Regions from separate parts of the Ovis aries genome. Here region 1 is linked to region 2. A link is a contact called in public Hi-C data. All regions are on one chromosome and are shown on one strand. Each heading gives the region's core, a stretch centred on a gene start, on an enhancer-like site or on the middle of the called end of the contact. The rest is flanking DNA. Distances are from core to core; before and after follow the strand shown. Region 1 holds the start of ACTR3 (actin related protein 3). Region 2 holds the start of SLC35F5 (solute carrier family 35 member F5).

What was found. Hi-C and Micro-C count contacts between places; a contact is called where the count stands out from the background.
Region 1: a contact with region 2 is called in a Hi-C map of hypothalamus, with 2.5 times the contacts expected there. The contact joins the promoter of ACTR3 here to the promoter of SLC35F5 in region 2. A contact is called at or near these places in 4 of 16 Hi-C or Micro-C datasets (hypothalamus, muscle and tail adipose tissue).

The regions. Positions count from the first base shown.
Region 1 is chr2:178,988,740-178,991,439 of ARS-UI_Ramb_v3.0, forward strand. ACTR3 (actin related protein 3) reads left to right here and starts at 1,434. Exons shown (of 12, transcript XM_015093450.4): 1 at 1,434-1,691. The coding sequence starts at 1,648. It overlaps LOC114113196 (a long non-coding RNA gene), which reads right to left and starts at 2,352. Exons shown (of 7, transcript XR_009599373.1): 1 at 1,198-2,352.
Region 2 is chr2:178,828,026-178,830,725 of ARS-UI_Ramb_v3.0, forward strand. It overlaps SLC35F5 (solute carrier family 35 member F5), which reads right to left and starts at 1,293. Exons shown (of 16, transcript XM_004004742.5): 1 at 1,016-1,293; 2 at 64-154. The coding sequence starts at 1,055.

The DNA of each region.
Region 1 (2,700 bases), core at 184-2,683, 160 kb after region 2:
AGAGAAGTCTCTCCTAACTTTTGTTTCCCTCCTATTCACTCACCCCTCCTCCCCATTTCTCAGCGCCCTCTGTATTATAATTTCTATTGCTCTTAATACAGTTTGTATGTTTTGCCACTAAACTGTAAACCCGGCAGTGGAGAGAACTTGTTCATTTTGTGCCTACTGAATATTAATGGTCAGCATAGTCCCTGCCCTAATAGAATGGGTGAGCAATTCTTATTTGCCAAATGAATGAAAAGCTTAAATTCCATTGCCCAGGCTGGTCTAACACCACTCTATGTTATCTTCTGAAGCAATCAGACATCCTTTCTTAGGAAAAATGTTATTTCAGTCACCTATAAGTGAATCCATATGGTTTATCAGAAGATAAACCAGAAGAGAAAAAAGCTATTAATATTATAGGTTTCCTAGGTGGGGGGAGGTCCCAGACCAACACCTAGGAACTGGGTAGAAATGCAAATTACTAGGCCCCACTCCAGACCACCTAATCAGAGAACTCAAGGGATGTAGTCCAGCATTCTGTGCTTTAACAAGCCTTCCACGGAATTCTGATGCACACTTTGAGAAGTTTAAATGTCACTGTTCTAGGCTTTCTAGTTTTTTTTTTTTAATTAAAAAGTTTGGTCCTTAATCCGTCGTTTCATCCTGCAAGTAGAATAGTACAACCTAAAACTACCCCGGAGAGTACTTTTTTCTCCTCATTCAAAGCCACCAAAGGCTTACATTCCTGTGAGGTGTGCCTTCCTCGTGGGCACAGGCCTGCCCTCCGGGTGGCCTACAATCTAACCCTTGCAGTAACACTTGTAATGTGCCACGTTGTAACAATGCGTAAGTGTAACTGAAGAAAACAAAACAAAACAAAACAGTACCAAGGCAGAGGAGCCACGGTGCAAGCCTTTGTTCCTCTCTCCTCCAACGGCTCACCCTCCGTCTGATATAGCTCTTTTCCAACCAGAAAAGGAGCCGCTCAAGATATAAAATCGGATGGGTGCCGCTGACAAGGTTTTCAATTAGGCCGTTTTCGTCGGAGCACCGGAAGATAGTTGTGGCTGTGGAATGCGATTCCATTGCTTCCTCAACCTAGCGCAGAAGTACTTGCAACGAAAAACCCCTTCCAGCTTCAGAAGGAGAACTGGAGACTCGGGCAGACCTACCCAACCCTACCTGGAGAACACCCGAAGTGGACTACCTCACCTTCGGAATGGGAGCGGCAGCCGGCGGCGCTCCTCAGTGCGCATGCTCTCTCGCCCCGCCCGCTCGGAGCCGGAAGGGGGAGCGCTCGAGGCCTAGGCCTGTCCTGGCCGGGGCGTCGGCACTGGCGGCCATCTTGGCTTCCCGGGGAAAGGCGGTGTGAGGGGAAGAAGTTGTAGGGTGGGGGCAGGAGTGAGGAGGAGGGGAGAGAGAGGGGGAGGAGGCCGCGGCGGGGCAGGGCGGGGACTGCCTGCCTGCCCGGGTTGCGGAAGTGGTAGCCGCTGACCGAGCCTGCTTCTCTCTCGCTACTGCTTCGGCTTCCCGGCTCCCCCCCAGACGGAGAGGGTGGCCCGGCCGTGGATGGTCAGATAGCTTCCACCTCCCGCCGCCCATCCCTGGCCCCAAACGGCACGGAGCAGACGGCGGCAGCAGCAGCAGCAGGCGAGGAGGAAGATGGCGGGACGGCTGCCGGCCTGTGTGGTGGACTGTGGCACGGGGTAAGGGGGCTGATGGGCGGGGGTGGGGAAACTGAGGCGGAGGCAGGAAAATGGCGGGGCCGGGAGGAGGCCGGGAGATGAATGGAGCGGCAAGGTGCTGCCGCCGGCTGTGTCAGCCCGGGCCGCGCCGGGTGGCGAGGGGTGGGGCCCGCAGTCAGGGCCTCCCTCATCCCCCGCGCTGCACCCTCTGGGAGCCGGGCGGCGGCGCGGGGCCCAGAAACCCCGGGGAGCGGCTTCCTCCGCGCCACCCCTCCCGGCCCTTCCCCCACCGCGGTGGGCAGCGCCGCCCGAGGGGCTGCGGGGACGGGCGCCTCCCCGGGGCCCGCGGTCGCGTGGGGGTGGTCTTCGAGCCCCGCACAGCCGACCCTCCTTTGCCCGGTGCCCTTTCCTGCCCGTAGGTTTGGAGACCGGGGGGAATGGAGCGCGGGGACTGGCCGGGCAAAGGAGCGAGAAAAGAGAAGCGCTCCTTGTAGGTTTTGCAAGATTGCTGTGACAACATTCTACCCGGGGTGTGGGAGGGGAAAGGGAAGAATCGGACCCTGAAAATGGGAACCTAGATCGGGGCTTTCATTGGACCACCCACCTCCTCTTCCTTTTCGACTCCCGGTCTTTTCCATCTCCCACTACGTTCCTACCGGCCAACCAACTCACATTTTAATTTGAGAGAAAGATGTCATGTGTTACTTCTCTTGCCTCAAAAAAGTCCCCCAGTGAGCAAGCGCGCTGCAACTTCCTTAGTTTTGTCAAAGCCGCTTCCTGCTTTCAGTCTTTTATACCCTTATAAGGTAGTTTTTCGTTTCCAACCTGAACACATCTTATTAGAACTTTCAAAATCAAGCAGTTTTCAAATAGGCTGAGGTACTGGTGCTAGGTATGAATTTCTGTGAACTTAAAAAGTATATTTGCGTTGCACTGAGAGGAAGGAAGTGAAGCACCCAGGAAAATTAAGTTGTATAGGTTCATTCTGTGACCGTGTCTTAAGGAGAGAAGGAAGGTAATAGAGTTGTAA
Region 2 (2,700 bases), core at 43-2,542:
GACATTTGTTAAGCTAATGTTCAAAGTCATACAGTTTTTGTTTTTTTAAAGTGTTGAATTTACCTTATTTTAAAGGCCTTTCTGAGATCTTGAAGAGCAATGCCTGAAAACTTAGCAGATCTGAGTCTAAACGGAGGTGAAGAACTCAGCGCACCTAAAAATCACCACAGAATAATGCTTGTGAAAACATCAACCACTCAAAATAAGACTCATAAGCTCTTTTTCACTCACCTTTAAAATGAAAGCAAATGAAAGAATGTCAAAGTATGTGAAATATAACTGACATTTTTCTCTACATTTATGTTATCTACTATTCATTTCAAATTATACTCAAAGAACACGGTACAAAGAAAAAAAGCAAAATTCAACAAACAGCATATTTAAGAATACTTAACTAGTGAAGAACAGCTTCATAATAGTTTCATAAAGACAGAACTGGATTCGCCGCTCTTGCTACTCTCCAGAGGTACCCAACCCCGGGACAGTGTCTAGACACGCGCCTGTTTCTAAGTGTCTTCTCCGTCCCAGATCTTGAGTGATCTTGGCAGATTTGAGAGGAAGTGATTTGTTTTGAGTATTGAGGGCACGTTTCCAAGCACCTCACATGGTCAAGGGAAAGGATCCTCCACGCTTCCCCCACCCACCCCTGTCACTGTGTCTACTATTTCGATCTGAAATAGTCATTCACGAGGTGGGTGGGGTAACAGCTGTTCAAGGGAAGCTTACTTTTTTACAGGAAGGAAAAAAAAAAAAGAAAAAAGTTAAGGCAGTGACGTCTCCCCGGAGAAGATTAAAGCCCTGAGGCGGCGGCGCCGGGCAGCTTCCTCAACTACCAGAGTCTAGACTGGGCTCGCGCGCCCCTGTCAGCCTCCCCCTCAGTTGGTCCCCAGACACTGTGGCCATTTCGGTCAGAGCACCTCGGCTGCTACCAGAGGCTGAAGAGCGGGGCTGTTCAGGGCCCTCGGTCCGCGGCTTCGGTTCCGAGTGATTTCGCGGCCCTCCTGTGCCTACTTACCTGGCCTTCCTGCCCCGGGATGGTGTCGTGGCGGCACCATGAGCGGACCCGGCCTGGACCCGCCGCCGCCCAGGGCCACGGCCGCGGCCTCAGACTCAGAGAGCTCTCTCACCGCCTGTCATTGCGCTGCGCGCAGGCCCAGCCCCAGAAGCCGCGGTGGCCCTCGGGGCGACACTGCCGATGCCAACCGGCTCCACTCGGTTCGGGAGGGCTGGGGGCTGGCGAAGGTAAGGAACCGCGCAGACAGCGATGGCCGCGGAGGCCCGGAGCTGGACCCTGGCCCCGGCCCCGCCCCCGGCCGGCCAGCCTGCCAGCCCTGCCTGCGGCCCCGCCCCTCTCCCCGGACTGTGGCGCACGGGTTTCGTCACGACTGCGCGACTGCAGGCCGCGGGACGGTGTACCTCTAGGGTAGTTTGTCTATAGACAGGCGCTGGGCACAGAGCGAGAAGACGCCGCTGGGACTGCAAGAGAGGAGATGGGAAGAAGGGAAGCTGGGCGCGGTGGAATGAGAAGAGGGAAGAAGGCGTGGGTGGTTGAAATGGAGCGAAGGACCAGGGAAGTTCTTGAGCCTCCAGATGCCCCGCACCAAGACAACAGCTAACAACTGCATTTGTTACAAAATTCGGTCAGGAAACTCTCAATAGTTCTTCCTCGAGAAGAAGACGGAAGAGTAGAATGGCTTGGGAGAACTTTTGCGTTCTGGAGAGCAGACTGGCCTGGGAGAACTTTCGCTTTCTGGAAACTCGTGTATGTAAAATAGATCGCAGGTTCGGGAATTAGAAGTTCTGTCAGTAAGGGCAAACTATTTCACCTCCCTGGCCCTCAGATTACTGAAAAGTAGGCATAATAATAGTACCTGCCTCGTCTATTGATTTGTATATATGCTAGGATTACTTGAGCATACAAATGTGAAGGGTTTAGATAATTCATGCAGGTAGAACACAAATGTTAATAATTATTAAATTGTACAGATTTTTAAAATTAGCTTTAAAATATCCCATAAGAAAAAGCCTTGACCAGCGTCCTGATATGTATTTAGAAAACGAAAATGAGACCAGAAGTTTCTTCACTGGAATTGTCTACTACCAGCACATTTGTAACATCTTTATGAGGTGGTGTGAAGAAATTTAAGTTTTCTTCTGTCACAATGTAGTATATTTCTTATCTTCTAAATTGCTCCTGTTTTATTGAAATTGAATATATTAAATTTGTTCCGTTAACTAGTACAGCAATACCATTGAACATTTTTTGTGTTGACCCAGTCAATTTCTAATAAACTGTCAGCATTAACGGAGAAGGCAATGGCACCCCACTCCAGTACTCTTGCCTGGAAAGTCCCATGGATGGAGGAGCCTGGTAGGCTATAGTCCATGGGGTCGCTGAGAGTCGGACACGACTGAGGGACTTCACTTTGACTTTTCACTTTCATGCATTGGAGAAGGAAATGGCAAGCCACTCCAGTGTTCTTGCCTGGAGAATCCCAGGGACAAGGGAGCCTGGTGGGCTGCCGTCTATGGGGTCGCACAGAGTCAGACACGGCTGAAGTGACTTAGAAGCAGCATCAGCATTAAGCTCCTCTAATAAATATTCAGAAAGATATCATGCAGAATAAAAAATCATAACCATTTAAATTACTTAGGGGAAATTTGTTTGCAGACATTGATCAAATTATTCCAGTAGATGCT